Linked DNA regions of Gossypium hirsutum: region 2 is linked to region 1. A link is a contact called in public Hi-C data. All regions are on one chromosome and are shown on one strand. Each heading gives the region's core, a stretch centred on a gene start, on an enhancer-like site or on the middle of the called end of the contact. The rest is flanking DNA. Distances are from core to core; before and after follow the strand shown. Region 1 holds the start of LOC107888754. Region 2 has its middle 7.3 kb from the start of LOC107889947.

What was found. A called contact is a pair of places that touch in the nucleus more often than the background predicts.
Region 2: a Hi-C map of leaf shows a contact between it and region 1, with 2.3 times the contacts expected there. The contact joins the enhancer-like site here to the promoter of LOC107888754 in region 1. A contact is called at or near these places in 6 of 34 Hi-C or Micro-C datasets (callus and leaf).

Annotation. Positions count from the first base shown.
Region 1 is chrA09:41,837,009-41,841,835 of Gossypium_hirsutum_v2.1, reverse strand. It overlaps LOC107888754, which reads left to right and starts at 2,700. Exons shown (of 14, transcript XM_016812945.2): 1 at 2,700-3,109; 2 at 4,073-4,163; 3 at 4,313-4,397; 4 at 4,796-4,827. The coding sequence starts at 2,988.
Region 2 is chrA09:42,149,935-42,154,761 of Gossypium_hirsutum_v2.1, reverse strand. No RefSeq gene overlaps it. Among protein-coding and RNA genes, the nearest start is that of LOC107889947, 7.3 kb to the right of the region's middle. Within about 2 kb of position 2,756, at least 7 of the 9 cell types and tissues checked have an H3K27ac peak or open chromatin away from gene starts, as enhancers often do. A contact at or near this core is called in leaf, where this site is marked.

The DNA of each region.
Region 1 (4,827 bases), core at 1,451-3,950:
ATTTAGACCACATCTTCTTGGATTGCATATCTCAATATATAAGGTAAGTAAATCACATAAGGATCCTTGAAAAGTAACACTTCTTGATTCAATCTCTTTTCCAATGATAAATACGAGATTAGCTACACAAAATCCTCAAAAAGATGCAAGCAAATTAAACAAAATATTTTGGTCGAATATGCCAACAAATAAGGTAAGTTATGTGCTTGATGTAGTGATAGCCGAAATGGCCACTTCCATAAGCACATAGATAGCCACTTCAAAAACTTGTCTCAACAACTGGTATTTTTTCTAGTATTTAGATTTTTTTCTTAGAATATTTTTCATTGTTTAGTAAATTTTTTTGAAATTAATTTCCGAAACTTGTTTATAGTGAAACAAGCATTACATAAATTAGATTTGTTTCAAAATATTATAAAAACATTTTTCCTTGATAATCCAAATTTATTTAATAATAAATAGTATATCTTATAGACTTAATAATAACCAATATCTAATTAAAACTTAATTTGAAGTTATATATATTATATATAAGAGTAGATATTGACATGTTGGAACTAATAGAGAAATAAAATAAAGTAGGATTTAAACAAATTCTCATTTTTAGATTTTTAAAATATTCATAATTTATTTTTTTTAAAAGAATATTCAAAGTTATACGGTAAAATATTTATCGCTAAATATATTGAAATTGTAATATATAGTATTAAAATATTAGTATAAAATTTTCAATAAAATAATAAGAATATTACTTAAAATGTAAAATTATTATCAATGTTAAAACTTATTATTAAATAAGTTTAATAAAATAACAAATAATATCTATTATTAAATAAGTTTAATAGAATAACAAATAATATTAATAATTTATTGCATAATTAAATATAAATATATATGTTTAATAATATTAAAAATTATATTAATTGATATTAATATTTTAAAAATTAAAATTAAAATTTTATATTAATATAATATTTAATTTTATTCAAGTTAATATTTATATAAAAATCAAGTTATCCATAAAAAAACTATTGATCAATAAATCATTTTCACGAAATAAATATAAAAAAATTGCAAAAGCTATTTTTTCCATGAAACAAATGTGCCTTAGGGTCAGTTCTGCATTGCTTTTTAAAAGCACTTCTGGCTCCAAAAGTACTTCTGGAAGAAAAGCTGTGTAGAACAAGCTGCTTTTGGCTGAAATTTTTAGCTTTTCAGAAGTGCTTTTGAAAAGCACTTCTGAAAAGGAGAAGTTAAAATTTTTAGCTTTTCCTCTCCCAAAAATACTTTTAATGCTTAATTACTTTTTCACCCCTCCAATACCATAGTACTTTTTCTTTTTTTTCTTGGTACTTAATTACAAATGTGTTAAAATCATTAATTAAAAATAAAAAAATAATTTTTAAAATACTAATTACAAATATTTAATAGTTATATTTAAATATTTAAAATATTGTTTATATATTCTAATTAAATTTTATAAATAATTAATATTTATTGCTTAAAAATATTTAAAATTTATATTTTATATATTAAAATATTAACAAGAAGTTATAATAATTTTTTTATATTCTTACTAAAATATAATAATATTAACTAATTTAAATATTATTTAAATACATATTTGTTACTTTATAATAACATGTCTAAATGGACATTTTATTTCTCAAAAGCACTTTTTAACAGCAATGCTAAACACTCAAATTTTAAACCAAACTTTTCAAAAACACTTCTTAAAAGTACTTTTTCACAGCACTTTTTAAAAGTACTTTTCAAAAGCATTGCTAAACTAGCCTTTAATCTAGTAGTAAAATTATTGAAAACCTTGTATGAGATAAGAACATTCAAATGAATCCTAATATGATTCGGTATAACAATAATTATTAAAGTTGGTCTTCCTCATTATTTAACAACTAACTTTGTTAATAACAAGGCACGTATATAGAATCTACAGACGGACTATGCTAAAGTTGCGTCATAAAACGGCAAAATAGACAAGTCACTAATGAATAATTTACAAAGGATTATAAAATAAATAATATTACATTATTATTAAGAGTTAATTACATCAAATATTCCTAAACTATGATCCTCATTTTAAATTAATCTTTAAATTTTAAAATATTTTAATTACATCTTTGAATTATCATTATTATATCAATAATATTTTTTTATTACTAAAAACGTTAATTTAATTATTACATATGTTAATATTCATTTTTATTAAAATTTTCATTTTTAAATTATTTTACATAAAATTTCAATAATAGAAAGACTTACTTGATATAATATCGATGATTTAAATATATAATTAGAATGTTTTAAAATTTAGAAACAAATTCAAAATAATCATCATAGTTTAAGGACATTAACTGTATTATTAATTATCGAGATGATGAAAGAAGTTGTGTTGAAGTTGTAAATAATTAAAAAAAAAAGGCGCATTATAGAGGGGCAAAATAGGCAAATCAATAAGAAAGAATCTGCAAAGGATTATAGTATTGTAGAGGGGCAAAATAGTAATACAAGATGAAAAAAAAGCAATACTAGTGGTTGGCACTAAAATATTGAATATTTTTTAAAAAATGGAGCAAAATCCAGCTGGAGAGCTTAGTGAAGTAATAAAAGACTAAAAAAATAGAAAATGAAAAAGTAAGGCATTGGCGTGAAAGCGAAGGTTTTTTTTTTTTCTTTCAAAAATAAATGAGAGAGAGAGAGAGAGAGAGATAGAGGGAGAGATAATTTAGAGAGTAAATGCGTTTTGTTTTGTACTCATTAATCATCGGGGTGAATTGAATAAAGAAATGAATGTACATAAGAATGGGATTATTGGCGCTCACTAAAATCTCCAAAAGAATTTATTTCCTTTTTACGTTTTCCACTACAGAAGTCCCCCCCCCAAAAGTAAAAACTAGGGCTCTTCTTCTAAAAAAAGTAATTGCTTTTTGTAGAAGAAGAAGAAGAAGAATAAGAAAAAGAAGAAGAAGATGATTATGAGTTGGAGAAGAGTTTTGAAGTCAGCTCAGGCTTTGGCAGCCCATAGCTTGCTTTTTTGTTTCACGCTTCTGCTTCTTCTTAAGCTAGATCATCTTGTTTCTTACTCTTGGTGGTCAGTTCTCTCTATTTCCTTTCAATTTGATTTTGCTTGCTGTTGTTTATAAACAAAGGTCCTCCTTGTAAGTTACAAACACTGTTTTATTACTGTTGTTTTTAAAATTTTGGTTATGCGGGGATTAATACAAGTTTAAATGATTAATTACCAACGCTTGCTGTTGCTGAAGAAAGCCTTAATCTTTTTTGTCTGTTTTTAATTTTATATTTTCAGGAGGGAAAAATGTTTTTGCTTGTTTAGTTTGTTTTTTGTAGCAGTTTCGTAGAAAATAGGGAAGGCTTGTCGTCAAACATGATTCTCTTTTTGGTGTCTTCAAATTGGCGGGTTTGTGATATAGTTTTGATAAAGTAATGATTTTGCAATAAGATAAAACGTGAAGCAATCAATATTGTTATGTTATTCGAGATAAATTGTATGCCAAATCTTTAATGTAATCCAAAGATGTTAAAAGGAATCAAGGGTTCATGTTGAAATCAAAGCAATAAAAAACTTGGAAGACAAATATCAGAAAAGTTGCTTAAAACCGTTTTAGGGTACTCATGTTAAGGTAATTGTACATGATGGCTATCTCCTCAAATGAAACCTGAAATGTGGAGGGTTGCCATGATCTGCTATAAATCTGGGTTTTCAGCAGAATGCTTAAAGTTATCTCTATTTTTCTTTCTTTTCTTTCGTCTTTTGATCTTTTGGATCTATTCACAGTGACCAATGTTCTTAAAGAGCAAAGAGCTAAATATTTTATGAATAAAATTGATGCATTTTCTTCTAGTGTGGTTGTTCTGAGGAGAGGGGAACACAGGTTTCTTGAATATGCGGATCTGTATGCTGTAGTTTTCAATTTAAATGCAAATAAATATGACATGCCTCTGAGCCTGTGATTATGAAATTTTGTCGATTAGCATCGAATCCTTTCATTGATTTTGGGGTTTAGTAGCTTTATTTAGAGACATTCAATTGCAGGACAATATTTTTCCCGCTTTGGATGTTTCATGGAGTTGTTGCACGTGGACGGTTTTCCTTACCTGCCCCTTCAGTTCCCCATAATCGCCAAGTATGTCTGTCTGTTACTATGACATTTTACTTGAATTACGCATTGACTATCGAAAACATAAATTCTATCTGGTTTCTTCTGGTTGTGAATGTTTCAAATTCATAATCAGTTTTATGACCATAATTATTTTCCTTTTTTTGCTTGGACAGTGGGCACCATGTCATGCCATTGTAGCAGTACCACTACTAATTGCTTTTGAGCTGCTTCTCTGTATATATCTTGAGAGTGTAAATGGTATAGAACCAACTTTCTTTTCATTGTTTTTGTGTCATTTCGTTTAAATTTTTTCATCTCTGAGGTTATTTTTATTATCATTATTTCTAATTTTAAATTCTTAGTCATAGTTGAAGTAAAACAGAACCTCTGTTGTTCCAGTTCTTCAATTTTCTTGAAGCACTTGTGTCTAACACCCGTGTCTGACATATATCTAGATATGAATATGGGGGTATGGCCCTCTAAGGACCCTCCTAATACATGATAAAAGTTAGAAAAAAGTTGAATACACATGTCCAGGACACATATCTGCACTCACACCTGAGTTTGAGTGACATAGCAGTAAACCATTTTAGTGCTTACATTATTTCTTTTATGGGCATGTTCATGAACATTTTTTAATTATTTTTTTGTCACAGTTTATGGATTTCCTGCTGTAAGCTTGAAGGTC
Region 2 (4,827 bases), core at 1,507-4,006, 310 kb before region 1:
ACCTCTTCACCACTTGGGTTGGCATATAGAATCCCAACCTACTAAGGGCATCTTCTTTTTGCCATCGGAGGCTCCCCAAACTTTGAATCTCGTTACATATTTTCCTAGGGATCATCATGGATTGCACAAAATAGCTAGGAATTGAAAGTAGAACCGACTACACTAAAATAGCCAGGAATTTGACAAAGCTGAACAAATAGAGTGACCTAGTCATTCTATGCAAAGCACAAAAAGATAGGGAGAAAGTGGGCATCCCTGTCGAATTCCCCTAGCAGGCTTGAATTTAGACATCGGAGCTACATTCCATAGAACCTACATAGTAGAATTAGAAATAACAGATACAATAACATTTCTAAGATAATTTGGGATACCTGCCACCTAAAGTGAAGCATCGATGAAGTCTCAACTCACTCGGTTATAGGCTTTTTCCAAATCGATTTTGATCGCCATCCACTTTATTTTATTATTTTCTTTCATGAAATGAATAGTATTATGACGATATTATCGGTAATATTTCTAGCTGCAATAAGTCTTACTTGCTCTTGTGCAATAATTTTTAGGAAGATGAACTTAAAATGATAAGTTATTACCTTTATCACCAATTTGTAAAAAAAATTGAGCAGAGACTTATGGGGGCGAAACTGAGTGAACTCTTTTGGATTTTGGACCTTGGGAATAAGAATAATTAGTGTGTTGTACAGCTCAACATCAATAACACCTTCATTGAAAACTTTTTTAACCTATTCACAAACAGTTGTCCCAACGGTACCCCAATACTTCTGGAATAAAAAAGAATAGAAGTCATTGCTACCTGGAGCTTTAAGCAGTGCTATGTCAAATAGTACAGTTTTAATTTCATTGTCCATGACCAATTTCCCCGAAAAATCGATATCTCAAGGATCAGGTTGAGGAATCTACTTGGAGGCAAATTTTCTAATGGGCCGAGGATTCTCCCCATATAGTTTTTTTTTATAGAAATTCATTGCCTCCGACTTAATGGCCTTCAGGTTGAAAATCCATCCACCAAAAGAATTGTGGTTATGTGATTATTTTTCCTCCATTGTAAGGTATGAGTATGAAAAAAACTTAGTATTGCGATCTCCCAAGTTTAACCTGTCACATCTTGTATTTTGTTTCCAAAGGATTTCTTCATGATGCAACACATTCTCCAATTCCTGCCTGGCCTCCATTTCTAATTGAGCTAACCAATTTGAGCTAGAAAATTCTATACATCACTGAATATCAGTTAATTGGTGAAGCAGCTTCCTCTTACAAGTCGTGATGTGACTATAAACTAATTTATTCCACTCCTTTAAACACTCAGTAAATTTTTCTATTACTTCTGACACGGTCTCACTAAAACGTCAATTGTCATTCACAAAATCCCCAAACTCACGGTGCTTGACCAATCCTACCAAAAACCGAAAAGGCCTTCCTCTAGGTAAAGAAATCTCCAGATTAAGGCTGAGAAAAAATGCTCTATGGTCTGACTTAGTTTTGGGAAGATGGGTAATCAAGCTATTTCGAAAAATTTTTATCCATGCTTCATTCTTTAGTGTGTAATCCAATCTCTCAAAAAGCCTACCTCTGTGCCCTGTAAAGGGGAGCATCTCCTACCTGCTAAAAAACTACCAATTTTTTCATTAGGTGTCAAGATTACATTGAAATCACCAATAGCCATTCATGAAATTTGCCCCACGGGAATTGATAAGCTAAGATCCTCTCATACGTCCTTACGCTTTTGACGATTTAAGCTTCCATACACAAAAGAAATAAAAATCGATACTGAAGAAGAAATTGACCAAACCCAGGCGAGATTAAATTGAAGGTGATTGTGAACCACCTCAACCCGAACTGAATTTTTCCAACCAATCCAAATACCCCTAGAGTATCCTATTGCCCCCACGGATGTAAGTATCGAGCCCCAACTGTGCTATAATTTTATCTACTTTGGTCCCACTTACTTTGGGTTCAAGCAAACTAATAATATCCGATTTATATTCCATATTATAATCTGGAACTAGCACAACCCTGACAATTCCAAGAAAAAATTGAGAAATTCATGAAAAATAAAATGAAAATTAGTGACATACCATTACTGAGAATCAGCAACACCAACTAAATTGGAAGCTACTTTATCTTGCGCTCCATTTCCTGTTTCATTCACCATTTGGGACAAAATAAAAATCACCACTGCCTCCATAGATTCAACTAGAGGAATACGAGAATTCCCAGTAGATTTCCCCTTAATGATTTATTTAATTTCCAACCTCCTTGACCAATACCAAACTTGCCACTATTTTTTCTATTTTTATTTCCTAAACTACCCGCTCCTAAGGCATCAAAGTTAATGTACTTCAGCAAGTTCATGGAAATTTGGGTGCGAATTTTCCTTAAAAACTACAACAGTGTGCTTATCAGGATCTAAAACGCCATCGGACAATTGGACCCCAACACCCACAGGACCTTCGAAGGTTGGATTGAAGTGTGCTTTAACTCCATCAAATTCATTAGCCTGCACGGATGGCTCCAGTCCCGACGCATTTGCACCTACAGCAAATAAAGCAGAAATTTTTTCGAAACGAACAAAATTAAAACAAGAGTTGGATTGAACTTGGTTGTGATCATCTTGGGTTGATACATAAGGAAGCTGCCCATCACTTTCAGGCCCTGATTTTGCAGCTGGAGTGGCCTGCTTCCCCAAAGGCCCTTTATTTGGACTGCTTCCAGGTTCATTAAACTTAAGTGAGCCCTTCATAGTCCTGACAGCCCAACTGGCTTAATAGCAGCCCTCCATCACTAGCGCCCTTGGACGCTGAAACAATTTTATTAACTTGGGCCTGGTCAACTTTATTTGAAAAGCTTTGGACCACCTTTATTGGAATTTACTTCTAGATTTTCTTTTTCTAATCCTTGCAATAATTTAATTATAGGGTTTTTATCTTTTCGCAAAGAATCTGTAAATCCCTCTTTTCCCGCAACGTTCATTCCATTTTCTTTCTCTAAATTATTCAAAGCTTGAAAGCGAGATCCCAAAACTTTCTTTATAGTGTTGTTCTTTCCAAAATTTTGTGGGTCCTTAGATGGTTTCTTCATTTTGCGCACCACCAGCATCCAAGGTCCAAAAGGGTCAGTTTCCACCGCCGGTTCAGTTTCTGGAATTCCATTTTCTGGCGTCGTGTTTTTCCTGGCCGAATATTCCAGAATCTCTTTCACTTGCCCACGGTTCTCTTTGAAATGTCCATAACGACAGCAAGAGAAAAAAACAACCGGTAAAGATTCGTACTGAATCCGCTGAACTTTTCCGTTAATCAAAACCATTGAAATCAAGAGTTTTTCCAGGTTAATATAGATCGCCATGCTAGCATATCTGCCCCTTGCTTTACCATCCGTGTTAAAGTCCAATTTTGCAACTTTTCTAACCATACCACCTATTTTCCACAGGATTTTCTTCATATACATATGGCCTGTAAGTCCCGGGAGTCTGAGCCAGGTCATAACCACACTCGAATAGGGTTTAATGGGATCGAAATCCGTTGTCCATAGTTGTACCATTAAATATTGCCCAATAATAGTCCATGGCCCTTGAGATAATACCTTTTCATAGTCTACTAGATTTTGAAATTTCACCAGAAAATACCCATTTTGAAGCGCATGGACAGTTTCTAGATACCATAGATCCGATTTTGAAGCGCCGCGAATCCAATATTTCTCCCCGGTAGTTTAAGCACCACCGAGGTAGCCATGTTCTTGACTAAGATTTCGTTAACCCTGTCCGAGAACTCGATCGATGGAATACCATTAACTGATGATCTTTTGATATCACCGTCTAAAAGAACAAAGTCATCATCCGTTCCTGAAAAAAGCCCCTCATTTCTCTCCTTGTTGGTCATGAGTTCCCTTTCCTAGAAGCATCTCTTTCCAAGAGAGTCGGTGTTAGGTTAACACCATCCACCATTTCTGAGTCCAAATCTGAATTCTGATCCTTGAACCGTACCTTCTTAGTGTTTCGATCACCGACAGAAACTGAAGCACCATCAGCAAGATCACGGAGAGAATTTGTCATTGTTTTTTTTTTAATTTAATGATTTTAATAATTATTCAAAAGGTTATTTTTTAAATTCTTATTTAAATAAAATACGATATAAAATAAAATAAAAGTAAAATTCAGAACTGACTTCTTTTATTTTATTTTAGAATAATATTTTTTAAATTTTATTAAACTCTATATATTTTATATTGATTACGATAAGGTGTTTCAATTCTACTAGAATACGGCTTTACAAGCCTATAAATAGATAAAGTCTATTCCTCTTGTATTGATTCAAATTTTTAACATAGTGAATTTTCTTCTCCTCTGCCCGTGGTTTTTTCCCGAAAGGGTTTCCACGTAAAATTTGTGTGTTCTTTATTTTATTTTTTATTTTATTTTATTTTTCACAAATTGGTATCAGAGCTTTCGAAATGTTCATCTCAATCACAATAGCGTCTTTGAAGTATGAAATTTTGATGTTGGATCGTAACACCAGATTTACATTGCGGCAAATTAAGATGCAAGCAGTTCTTGTGCAGATGGATCTGGAGGATGCCCTTCTAGGGATAGATAAGATGCCTTCGGCATTAACAGATGAAGAGAAGAAGCGTAACGATCGAAAGGCGTTAACACAATTACATCTGCATTTGTCCAACGAAATTTTGTAGGATGTGATGAAAGAGAAGACTGTCGCTGCATTATGGAAGAGGCTAGAACAAATATGTATGTCGAAAACTCTAACAAGCAAGTTGCATATGAAGCAGCGTCTTTATGCTCATCATTTGGAGGAAGGT